Regions from separate parts of the Triticum aestivum genome. Here region 1 is linked to region 2. Evidence: chromatin contacts called from public HiCAR-type data. All regions are on one chromosome and are shown on one strand. The core of a region is the stretch at or near the end of the contact, and the rest is flanking DNA. Distances in the headings are between cores, read along the strand shown.

Region 1 (6,638 bases), core at 528-3,027, 140 kb before region 2:
CAATTCACATGCTCGCCATTCAACAAACACTTCGAATTCAGAAATTTTTAAGCATCATAATAGAGACTTACGAAGGGATGAGTGCGGTCAGGTTTTGGGGGTGTGTATGCTGTTTCTGAATTGCCCAGAGACAAAGCCGACATCATCTTGCCTTCATCACTCTTGGTGTAGCCATCGCGATTACCTAGTATTAAATACAAGGAGGAAACAAATGTCATCTAACTTTGATATGTAAGTGCACATCAAGGTCCTCAATCATCAATATCGTTCTTTCCATTACTATTTTTGGAGACTACTCCATTCTGTATTTCCAGGAGAGATGATATTACAAGATTATGGAATAGTAATTCAGAAAAGAAATAGTTGGCAGGTCTAGGGCGAACCAGATTGATCATTCTGCTCATTAAAGCTTCCTTCACTCATCCCGGACACTTCTTGAGGAGAATCGCTAGCTGAGGACTCGCAGTTAGGCACTTGCTGACCAAACTGAATCATGATTGTGCCATTTTCTGCCAGAGGAATACAAAAAGATGTTATAACTCTAATAGCAGCAGGAAATCAGTATATACAGCACATAGCCAGTCAAGTAGGATAGGATAGTGGAACTGAAACATTAGAAGTGAAGAATACCATGCATATTTTGCTTGCGTCTCATCTTATGGGTTTCTACTCTTGCTCTCAGTTCAAGCTGTCCATGTAAGTAAGCAGCAGGTCAGTAACAACAACAGATTAAAGTGATACTGTCCAAATAATACATTAAACGCTGAAACATGAAGATATACTAGTAGAATTGCTCCTCGCAACTCAAAAAAAAGGATCACTGAAACTGGCCGCGTGCACTTTAAAAAATTAGATTCGGTCGAATTTGACATGATGCACATGTCAAATGCTGTACTCACTGAATTATATGCTCGCACATGTAAAAAGAAAAAATCACACCAGCACTGTGCATCAACCTGGTCCCTGAATCAGAAATTCTGATCCTTAAGGCAAGGTGTACTAATAACTGAGTATACAAACTCTGAGTAGATGATTTGCTAGTCCCCCGCTAGACAAATCCGAATCGCTCATTTATAAGCTCAGGGGTTCTCTTCTCCCCACTTACAGCTGTTAAAAAAATTCAGACAACAACAGCTACTTTGAAGAAATAGCTGCAAATCACAACAAATTCACAGTCAACACTCCATCTAAATCCTCCAAGCAACAAGATTTCAGTTTACCCCCAGGTAATAGTATTGCTAGTACTACTACTAATCTTTCTTAACTTAAACTATAACAAAAGGCTGTAGACACACACACGAAAACACAGTTGAACCGCAGCAGAATGCACCCACGAATCTGAGCGGCAAATCGGCCGAAAAACAATTGAAACAGCAAGAACCCAGTCGGATCCAGCAGGAAACCGGGCAGACGGCCCAGGGAACCGGTCAGCAATGGCAGGAGGCCGAGCTCGGGCAGGGGCAGGCACAGAGCCGGCGCGCCCGCCCGCGCCCCGGAGGAGAAGCAGGGGAAGCGAGTGAGAGGCAGCGGAGGAGGAGGAGGAGGAGACCTGCGAGATGTGAGATGTGGAGGGAGCATGTCCCCCTTCCGGCGACCCCTCCTCCCTTGCCGCTGCCTCCTCCGCAACTTGCTCCTCTCCTCTGCAAGTCTTCTCCCCCTCTGTTTCCGTTTCTCTCTCTGCTTGGCTTTGGCTTTGGCTTGGTTGGAGTATTTCTCTGTTGGCTTTATCTCCCCCTCCAACTGTCCACTCACCTACCAGACCGCTGAATAAAATAACCCACAGCCCAGAAGATAGAACAGTGAGACAGAAAACGAGATGCAAAAAAATCTCGCAACATAACCCACAGCTCCGGAGTAGTAGGGTTCGAAATCACTGACGCGATTGCATCGGTGACTCGTTAACCCCGGGGTCGACCAGACCTTCCAGTTCACCGGAGTAGCAAGGCACGCCACGCGCATCACTTACCGTGTCGGTTTAGCAACCCCGGCTGCTTACGTGTCCCGGATCGATCGCGGTTTCACCGCCCGGCGAAAGATCAACTGAAGTGACATGACAGCAATGGCTTGCTTGGGAGGTGGATCCGGAGACTAGTCTGGGAGGGCATATAAAAATGCAGTTGGAAATGGCCCGGCTCGAGTGGGCACGTCGACGTATTTTATTTATGCTAGTCTCCTCCCGGCCCGAGATGTTTGATGTTTTCTCGCTTGCTATTGCTGGCCGGGAGTAGATTATGGTTGCCACGCTATCGGCGTCATGTTTCTTTTTTTCAAGATCGCTGCTACGCTTTCAGTGTCATCACCACGTAGTAGGGGAGGCCCGCGCTGCGCTGAAGAAGCGGCAGCCGTTCTTGTCGCCATCCGCCCCTGGATGTCGCTTTCAGTTTTTTGTAGCAGCGGGGCTAGCTGGGGGACGAACGTCGCGGCCATGGCGGCGGACGGGGCAGCTCCCGTCCCGTGCTTCCATCGGTGCTCCCGAAACGTTAAAATCGCATCGAACGGCTGGGCCAATTTTTCTTCCCCGTCGTCTATTTTTTTTGAGGAAACAATTCGCGGATCTCCCGTATTCCGTCCCCTCCCCCCGTATGTATTCCCCTTCGTCCCCTTTCTTCCCCTTTCGCTCTCACTTCCGACAGCCGACCGTGGTCCGCGGGGAGCGAAGGCATCGAGTGAATCCAGCGACCGCCCTCCGCTCCCGTCGCCGCACTTCCCAGTCCCTCCCCGCCGCTGACTTTGCCACCGCAGCCAAGCAGGCAGCTATTGCACAAGCTCAAGATTGAATCAGATCGGACCTAGGCCATGGCCTCGAGCAGGTGTGGCGCCACCCCCGTCGCAGATGCCGGCCCTCTCCAATCTCAAGACCACCTCCCCCTCCTGGTTTTGCTCCTCCTGCTTGCTGACATTGACCCTTCCCTGTTCGATCCAGTTTGTTTCTTCCTTCTTCTAATTTGTTGTCTGCTGATTGGATTTGTTCTCAGACCAAATTGAGGCGGCGCTGTGTGTCCATCACCGACGAGGTAACGGTCGCGGCGGCCGCCGACGCCTAGACCGTGGCGACCGTGGCGGCTGTCGCCGGCTGCGACTTGGCTTTCTGGCAGCGCCTTTGCGCGTGTTCCCTGCTAGTATAGCAGCAGTAGAAGCTAAGCAGCAACAGAGGCGGACGCGGACGCTGTGCTACTGATCACTAAATTGAGGCGGTCGACTATTCTACAGCTGGAAGACGACAGATCTCACAGGCCTTGAGCTGACCGTAGTTTTGTGAGACGTACTAATGAAACTGTTTGGTCTGTACTAATGCTAGCCTCACGTTTGAGTCTGGATATGTATCAACTGCAACTCATTCATTTGTATGATACTATTTGAGCAGGCGTATGCTAGTACTATAAGCATCTCTTTCATTAAGTATTGGTGAGAACTCTGCTCACGCCCGCCGAGGTCGCCATGCTCGGTGAGTGACCCTCTATGATGTGATTGTCTAGCACAAAATGTTGATCATGTTCTCTACTGGTTGAATGAACTGAATTTTAATTAGCTGATGTTGGTGATATTTACAGACAGCATGAGGCCAGAAGACGTGGGTCAACAATGTCAACGCCGGCGTTGTCAGTGATTAACTACAGTTCTGCTTGTGAGGTTAGATATAAAATCTATGCCGTTGGATGTTGGTCGTACTACAGTTTGTACCTGATGCAAAGTATTCTTACAACAACATAGTTCATATTGCTTGTTTAGCAGTAGACATACTAGAAATCACAATACTGTTATCGATTTCACAGAAGTTGAGTGTTATCGTTGTTTTGCGACATGTCTTTAGATGGAGTACACCAGTGAACGAGTTGACAATATTTACAGTGCATGAAAGGTAGAAAAAAATTGTTGCATTCCATCGACAGTCACATGAACAAGTAAGAATTGCAAGCATGGTCGTATACTCATAGGTTCTAATAGAATTGCAAGCAAATACATGAGATAAAAATCTGTAACATCGATTAAGCTGGCTTCTGTTGATGGAAGAATAGTAGATTCTGTCCTGGCATCATCACAGGGGTAGAAGTACCACTCGTAGGAGTCTGTTGTTGGAGGAATGATAAGTTTTGTCCTGGCATCATCACAGGGGTAGAAGTACCACTCGTAGGAGTCTGTTGTTGGAGGAATGATAGGTTTTGTCCTGGCATCACCACAGGGGTAGAGGTACCACTCATAGGAGTCTGTTGTTGCAAGAGTGATATATTATGTCCTGGCATCATCATAGGGGTAGAGGTACCACTTGTAGGAGTCTGTTGTTGGGAGAATGATAGATTTTGTCCTGACATCATCGTAGAGGTAGAGGTACCAATGGATTGTCGCAGACTTGAGTTGTAATGTGCTAAATAGGGGTGTACAAGATTGGCCGGAGCTCCCATATGACCTTATGCAAGTAAATAGCAAAGCTTAGGTCGCAGAGGATTGAAAATGAAAAAAAGTTAAAAAGAAGACTTCTTTTACCATTTGGGTTTGGTTGTACTGTGGTAGATACACAAGCATTTGGTTTGCGGAAGGCATTTCAGGTCGTAGTTGTAAAGAATTGGCTGTCTTCTTTTTCTTCTTCATTTTTTCTTTCTCCGAGCCACCAACGGATCTTGCTGATCCTGGTATAATACTTTCTCCCAAATGACCCTAAGAAGATTAATAGCAAAGCTTAGCGTCATTGTAGTTTGAAAATGAGAGAAAGTTATATGTGTAGACTTTTTATACCATTAACATTGGGTTATGTGTAGACACCTGATTTGTGAAAGGCATTTCAATATTTTCTCCCAAATGACCCTAAGAGATTAATAGCAAAGCTTAGCGTCATTGAATTTTAAAAATGAGAGAAAGTTAAATGGGTAGACTTCTTATACCATTAACATTGGGTTATACACAAACATTTGATTTGTGAAAGGCATTTCAGGTTGTAGTTGGAAAGAATCATCTATCTTCTTTTTCTTCTTTGTTTTTGCTTTCTCCAAGCCACCAATAGGCCTTGCTGATCCTCATGCAGTCTTCTCCTTGACCTTCATACCTTTTGGCCTTTCAAGCCCCTCGTTATGTTTTGAAACTCTACTAGAGTCAATGTTCGTACCTGCAACCATAAAGTTAAATGTAAGTCTTAGTTTGAAAATACTGTATGCAACTAGTAGCATAGTATATAACTTGTATGCATATACCTTGTGAAACTGAGGAGTTACCCAAATTCGGACTTGGATCTGGATCAGTTCTAATTTTCAACTGTTTTTCCACATCTCGTGCTAGCTGCTCTGCGCATTTAGCTGCCATATCATAAGTTTCATCTGACTCTGCGGCGCGAGCAGCTATGTGGATAAACATTCTGCATAAGTCCTTATAGAAGCTACACATTCTTGCTTTTAGATCATCATGCAGATTGCGATTGCTTGTTATATCGAGCACTTTGGCATCAATTGTCCATCTTCTCAATATACGTATTTCTGCCATACACTAGAGCCCACTGCTCCCTTTTCTCAAACAACCTTTGCAGCCATGTATTGTCACGTAGTCCATACTTGTCTATCATTCTATTCCACTCATCTATAAAATCGTCTTCTTCCTCAATATCATATATACAATGCTGAAAATCAGCATTGAACTTCTTGTATTCTTCAACAACTCCTCCTAGGTGCTTGCAAGCATTTTGATTCATATGCCACACACAAAGTCTATGATGAGATTGAGGTAGTACTATACTGATTGCCTTGGCCATTGCTGCATCTTCATCGGTCAGAATTGTCCTTGATATTTCCCAGACATAGCTGTTAGGAATGTTCTAAAAAGCCAACCAAAACTTTCAGCAGTTTCATCATACAGAAGTGTGGCACCAAAGACAACAGTTTTCTTGTGATTATTAACCCCAACAATCAAACCAAAGGGACGTCCATCATCTAGTTTCCTATATGTGGTGTCAAAGCATATAACATCACCAAATAATGCATAGTCTGAGATCATTTTGGAGTCAGCCCAAAAAATATTGGTTATCAGATCATCCTCATCAATTTGAATTGAATAGAAAAAATTGGCATCTTCTTTTACTTTCTTCTCCATGTATTCCAACACTCCCCCTGTGTCACCCTTTTTTGCTTGCAATGTTCTCTTAGAGTACAAACGATTTTTCATATCTTCGGGTGCAAACCCAAGATTTGGAAGTCCACATGCTTCTTTGGCCATAAGATCAATAGTTGCTTTGTTTGAAATGCCTACAGACTTTGCGACCTCGGCGTTTGCTATTTGTGCTTCCGTCACCTTCCTTTGGGATCTTAAGTATAAGGCCATGTCTCTAGTAGCAAGATTATGATTATGTGCAGCCTCAAATTCGTACACATAATATAATCCGTCTTTAAGACTTATCTTCATATGGGATTTACATCCACATCGTGTTTCAGGCCTACTGTAACTGAAAGAATCCTCTCTCTTATCTTCTGCGTGGAATCCTGTCAATTAAAATAAGTATCTTAGTGATTCAAAAGTAATAATATAACCAAAACAAAATACAAGCAGGCCATACCTTCACGGGAGCATGTAAATGTTCGTTGTTGTATGACAGCAGAATTCTTTACTTTATGTTGACTCCCTCTTCGGATGCTAAAACCAATGGCTTTTGCATACTTGTT
Region 2 (6,399 bases), core at 819-3,318:
AGAACCAGGGCACATTGTTCAAAGAGTTTTGGTTAAAACATTTTTTCAGACAGTCAATAATTTCAGCTTGTAAATCCCCAAAATTTCTCGAAAAAAAACCATAATAAATAAACATGAACATGCTCTTATTTGTTGTTCCAACATCAAGAAATAAAGATTGGGCGCGTATTGGCTGCATCTCTGTCGGGCATCGTGGCCTCGTATTGGATATCTTTGCTTCTATATTTTCAATCTGCTGGGTGTCCAAGCGCATACAGGATGTCATTACTCTGCGTATTTGAGCATCTAAAAAAATAAGTCAATGGTGCATCATGTTAAAGGAGAAGAACAATTATACTATCGAAGAACATCAGCACATAATTCAACCTGATCTCAACTCCACATGTCCTGGACACCAAATCCATTTTAAGTACACATAATTAAAAGCTGCTAATAGTTCTGTAGTTCTGCTAAAAAGCAAGTTGGAAACTATCATTAGCAAAATATTTGAGCACCTACTCAATGTTTATATTCAAAACTGAAGTATCCAGCTTGTTAGAAAAAAAATATGCAAGCAACATGATGAACAACTCACCATAACTTAATTTTTGTAGATACATTGGACTGTACAACATGTTCACTTCTGAAAACAAATTACACCAGCCTGAATGCCTGATACACCAAAGAAAAGCCTGAAAAAAAATGAAGTTCAACTCCTCATAAGCATAACATCAAACATGGTGTGGGCGTAATATCAAGAACAGAGGCACACATTAATTTGGGAAGAATGCAGTTGTCAATCCATGAGAGGGTGAGAGACAAAGAGAAAGAGATAGATCCTGAAGGAGAGGAGCAGCAACATCAGCCCGTGACCACCAGGATAGGGAAAGAGATGAGAGGTACAGCGGAGCTCCTTGTCTACTGTAACTGCAAGTGCTACTTATTACACGGCAACAGTAGAATCTTGCATCCTCTGTATAAACAAAAAGCAAATCTTATACCTTGAGGAGTTGGGGTGGTGGAGGCTTGAGCGTGGTGTGCTGCCGGACTGAAGGAGCCGCCCAGGTGGGGAGCGGACCAGCCAGATTGGATGAAATGACTGCCGGAGGCAGAGCAAGGTGGCGTTGAGCTCAACCAGCGAGGGGATGGGCGCATCGAGCAGCAGATGGGGGCGTCGAGCAGGGCGTTGACCTTAACCGCCGTCGTCCTAGTACGGTACTCCACAACGGAAGGGCGCCACCGTGTCAGCCCGCATCGCTCGTCGTCGACCAGGGAAGGGCGTCCAGCAGAGGTGGCCGTCCTGCTTCCCCAACGACCGGGAGAGGAAGGAGGCTAGGGGAGGTGCGCCATCCAGCGATTCGGCGTGCCTTGCTCTGCCTCTCTCTCCGTCCAGCGTCAGCCACGCCGCCGCCGCCGGTTGCCCCGTCCTCGACCAGATCTGGACCCCACTCCCCTCACCCGAATCGACGCGCCCAGCCTCCTGCGTCGTACAAATGCGCCACCACACGCCGGAGGACACTGCGCCCGGCCTACCTTGCCCTTGACGCCGGTGTTGACTGCTCCTCTGCCTCGCTCGCCTACACCGCTGCCGCAACCGCAGACGACCTGCTGCTACTCGTTGCGGAAGAACAGAGGCCGCAGCAGAACTCGGCGCATGGGCGACGGGGCGACGCCGGAAGCAGAAGAACGCCGCGACGACGAGGGCGGCGCTGGCGTGATGCAGACGAAGCAGACGCGAAGGCCGACAGCAGGGGCACGCCTCCGGGCGATGGAGGCCGAGAACAGGCGCCGGCGGCCGGGGGCAGGGGACTTGACGCGGCCGGCGTACCATCCTCCATGAACGCCCACGGCGTCCGCCTTCTCCTCCGCCTCGGCTATAGCCGTGCAGCAAGCCCACGGCGTCCGCCTTCTCCTCCGCCTCGTCTGTAGCCGCACCCATGGCGTCCGCCTTCTCCTCCGTCGCGGCTTGCCGTCCGACGAAGGCGCCGCCCTCACCTGCTCATGCTCCGCCATCGCTGCCGTCGCTGGAAAGGGAGGAGTTTTGGATAAGATGAATCAGGGACCGCGGACTGAATATCAAACAAACGTAGGGTCTTTTTTGTAAAACCGAAGCGTTTTTCCAGATTCACTAAAGAAAGGACTGCGAGTTCTATTTTCGAAAAGCAAAGGGACTTTTTTATAAAAATGGCGACGACGTACGACCAGAAACACTACGTGGTTTATTAGTAGGTAAAGATATATATATAGTAATTTTTATATTATGCGATATTTTTTGAAAACACACACTGAATATTATTGTATAAATACACACTGAATACTATTGTATAATATACGATGAACAATTTTGTTATATAATTGCATTTTTTTTAATATACAATATCTGAAAAAATGCGGCATAGAACAAAATTTGGTGTAAATTTTAAGAATGTCAAAAGTATTGAAATAATGTACACCATTTATTACAAAACCTATATATAAAAGAGATGCACAAAAGTTTTAAAAAATGAAAACTGGAAGAAGTCCAGGACGTGTCTTAAATAATAAAAGAAATACAAAACAAAAAAAACGCATTAAAAAACGAAACAGTTGTCCAGCAACGAAAGTGGTTTCCTATGTATAGTATTAAACATTCAAGTACCACTTTATCGAACGGAGTGGCGTGGCGTAGCGTAGCGTAGTGGTCGCCGCTATTTTCCCTCGGGTGGTCGGTCGCGTGTTCAAATCCTCTCGGGCGCAGGTAAGATTTACCTTTATTGGTTTTGAGTTTTTTTCGCAAACGAGGCCCTTTGTGTGATTAAATATAAGCCGAGGGTGGCGTAGCGTAGTGGTCGCCGCTATTTTCCCTCGGGTGGTCGGTCGCGTGTTCAAATCCTCGCGGGCGCGGGTAATTTACCTTTACTGGTTTAAAGTTTTTTCCGCAAACGAGGCCCTTTGTGCGATTAAATATAAGGCGAGAGGTTTTTCTGTAAAAGAAGATGCCATGTCAGCCCCTGACAGGCGGGCCCGCTGTCAGTTTCTCCGTAAGTACACGTTTAGTCCGTTCTGCAACGCCGCGCCCCAAAGTTGATACTGACACATAAAAATTACCGAACTTGGTACCAATCTGCTTCCAATGCCCAAATTATGGTACTTCTGTGCAATTAAATCTCTACACTAGCTACAGTGGGGAATAGTAGCTGTAGAAATGAACAGTATACAAAGGATTATGTCTCTACGCCCCAAGCCATGGCGGATGTAATAGGATAAGTGTTTAGTTTTCTACCTTGTGTTTTGCCTGCCGGTTGTGGCTATCCTATTTTTATTTTATCTCTCCACACTCTCTTGCTAGGCTCTCAAGATGTTGGGGCGAAGACCTTGTTTTTTTTTATGAAGACCTTGTCAGGATACCACCAGATGCTAATAGAATGATTAGTAAATTTTTTTTGAAGGGTGATGGAATGATTAGCAATCCACATTTATCCACCAGATGCCGTCACGAAGGAGTGAGATCAATTTCTTTTTGTGGTGAAAGGAGTAAGATCAGTTTTTTTGGAGACAAAGGAGTAAGATCAAATGATATACCATAGCGTGAAACTTTGACCCTGGGCCGGGAATTTTGGGCCAGACTTTAAACAGCCCAGTCTTTAAATATCAAGCCCGAGTATGACCTGTCTTGGCCCAAAACATATAAATAATAAAAATGAGTTTTTTTTATAAATTAAAGTACACTATTAAGCCTATTTGAAATTAAAAATTGTGAGGTGGGCTTGGAGTAGAAAACTGGAGTCGAAACTTTCTACCACCTACAAATCTTCGCTCAAGCAATAGTTCACACATGCTGATATTTATTTTCAACCCACCATTAATTGCTTAACGAAAATACATTTATGTCCAAAGTTTCGGTTCATTACACAAACTAAAGATATGCTAACAAGCAATAAGAGATGGAGAGAAAGGGGACAATGAGTTGAAACAGCAGCAGGAAACCTGCTGCCAAGAGCTCAACATCAAAACTCTAGCCATAGGGCGAAAACCTGCTATTGACACATGCTGGATGGTTTAATAATCATTAGACAATAGTAAAGATTTTGGCTGAAGCAATAGTTCACAAATATTGTCTGCCGGTTACAAAGTTCAAAGTTTCATTGCTCGTAGTGATCTTATGTTAACATTACTACTTCCTGCCTGCCTCTAGTGGTCTAACCCAAGTAGCGTGTCCACTGGTGGAAAAAGGGCCTTTGGTCGCGGTTCGCAACTGCCATTAGTCGCGGTTGCGCAACCGCGACAGACCGGGCGCGACTAAAGGCCCCCCCCCCTTTAGTCGCGGTTGCTTAAGAACCGCGACTAAAGGCCCGTCCACGTGGGCGCCAGGTGGCCGTCGGGGCGGAGGACCTTTAGTCGCGGTTCTTCTGGCCAACCGCGACTAAAGGCCGCCGCAGGTTTAGGGTTTTAGCCCCCCCCCCTTAAACCTGTTTTCTGTTTAATTTGTATTGTTTTATTTCTTTTGTGCTTTATTTTAATTTTGAAGGAGTTTCATATATTCTACGGTACTACATACATGCATATGAATGTACAATTTCAAATAAATTTGAAATTAGAACCAAAAAGAATTCAAGAGGAATATACAATATATATTCAATATCATCGGATGACCATATACAATTTTGAACAAGTTTCCATACATGATTTAATGCATATAAAGTTCTACGTCCTCGTAATAGTGTTCTCCTTTAGGATGGAGGACTTCCCTGCTGAACCATCCAGCTAGTTCCTCTTGAAGTGGTCGGAAGCGAGCTTCTGGACTAAGCATCCACCGGAGGTTATTCCTCTGAGCATTGGTATCACTCGGAACCCGCTCAGAGGTGTATCTCCGGATCATCTCACAGACATAGTATCCACATAGATTGGTCTCCGGTGGCTGAATATCCCCAGCATTCTTAGCCTTTAACATTTTGAATTCTAGCTCTTTTTTGAATTCACCGACCTTTGTATCTACGAACCGTCTCCAAACCCTACGAGGCAAAGAAAATTAAATGAACAAGAGAGTTATTAATTAGTTACTTGATATTAGGAAATGAACGAAATAGGCCGATCGATATAGAGCGCAAATGAATGAAAATAATTACTTCTGCAGCATTCTTCTCATGCCGCCCCAAAGCTTTGGATCCATATTCACAGAGTCGTGGACGAGACATTCTGAGGTGTTAACTTTAATTACTAGCAGAATCCAGTGGAACCTGCGGACACGATACATGCACAGTACGTCATGCATAACTCATCGATTAGCCGGCCACATACCATGCATGGAGTAAACAAAAGAGAATGTGCTCAAGACAGAAACACTCACTCAAAATGGTAAGGAAATAGAATATCACTTTTGAGTTCCTGCTTTGTAAGAAACTGCCACAGGTCTGCCTCCACGTCGGCGGGGTAACGCTCCAACACATGTCCATTAACGATGTGTGGGTCAATGAACCCAACATCATGGATGTTCCTTACTCTGCATTCCTTAATCTTCATTCTACATGTATAATAGCGGACACAACAATATAGTTAGGACATATATATAGTGCAGGCAATATGAACGAGATGGGGTAGAAATTAATAAATCACTTACAGAACGTAGCAACTGATGATAGATTTATCGAGCTCGCGCAGATTGAAAAGCTGGAACAATTCACTCAGTTCAATTTGTACATAGTAATGTTTGAAGTGATGCTCATGTCTAACTTCCGCATAAATATATTCTTTGGCGTTTTTATTTTTTATGTAACCCTTGTACCATTTCAGCAGACCTTTCATTTGTGGAGGTAGATCCTTTTCCTGCGCAGGCTCGACGAGAGGCCCATTCTTGACATATGTAATTACTACCTCCTTCACTGGCGCCTCATCAAGGCCTAACAGTTCACGAAGAGTAATACCTAAGTTGGCTGCTTGTTCTCTGGCACTCGTTACAGTCAATCCCTGTGCTGCCGCAGCTTGTATGATCTCGGGGTCATCCGGACAGAAGGCTTCCACTATAAGCGGGGCAATCGATTGTTTACTTTGTTCCCCGAGCTGGGCAACTTGTTTCCCGCTTTTTTTACTTTCGGCCTTCTCCCGCTCTTTGTTCTCCTTGAACATGAGTGCCTGCCTGCGAAGTTCACGTGCATAGTCGTTAGGCAGATTCTTCGCGGCTTGGGACGGTGTGCTCAAAAATGACTTAGCCCACTTCTTTTGCTCATCAGAAAATACTGGCTTGGGCTCGGGCTCTCTTTTCTTCTTGCAGTCCGCCTTCCATTTCTCCAAATCAGCAGCCGCGGCCGCGTCGACTTCCTCGGCACTACGTTCCCAAGGCCTTGTGGGGAGAGGCTTCAGTGATGGCTCCGGTACCTTTGTGGTCTTAGGTACATAAGGGTCCGGGTTAATAATCCAGGACTGCTTCTGCTTCTTTGCCGGAGG

The links. HiCAR-type assays count read pairs that join an accessible place to other places.
Region 1: a HiCAR-type map of leaf shows a contact between it and region 2, with 3 times the contacts expected there. The contact joins the promoter of LOC543152 here to the promoter of LOC123093336 in region 2. A contact is called at or near these places in 2 of 5 Hi-C or Micro-C datasets (both in leaf) and 1 of 1 datasets of contacts at active chromatin or transcription factors (leaf).

What each region holds. Positions count from the first base shown.
Region 1 is chr4B:574,594,790-574,601,427 of IWGSC CS RefSeq v2.1, reverse strand. LOC543152 (nuclear transcription factor Y subunit A-7) reads right to left here and starts at 1,777. Exons shown (of 7, transcript XM_044515275.1): 1 at 1,550-1,777; 2 at 631-688; 3 at 384-509; 4 at 72-184. The coding sequence starts at 655. It overlaps LOC123093339 (a long non-coding RNA gene), which reads left to right and starts at 2,421. Exons shown (of 5, transcript XR_006445285.1): 1 at 2,421-2,874; 2 at 2,976-3,281; 3 at 3,365-3,445; 4 at 3,552-3,630.
Region 2 is chr4B:574,453,719-574,460,117 of IWGSC CS RefSeq v2.1, reverse strand. LOC123093336 reads right to left here and starts at 2,068. Exons shown (of 6, transcript XM_044515271.1): 1 at 981-2,068; 2 at 818-906; 3 at 575-671; 4 at 143-285. The coding sequence starts at 1,134.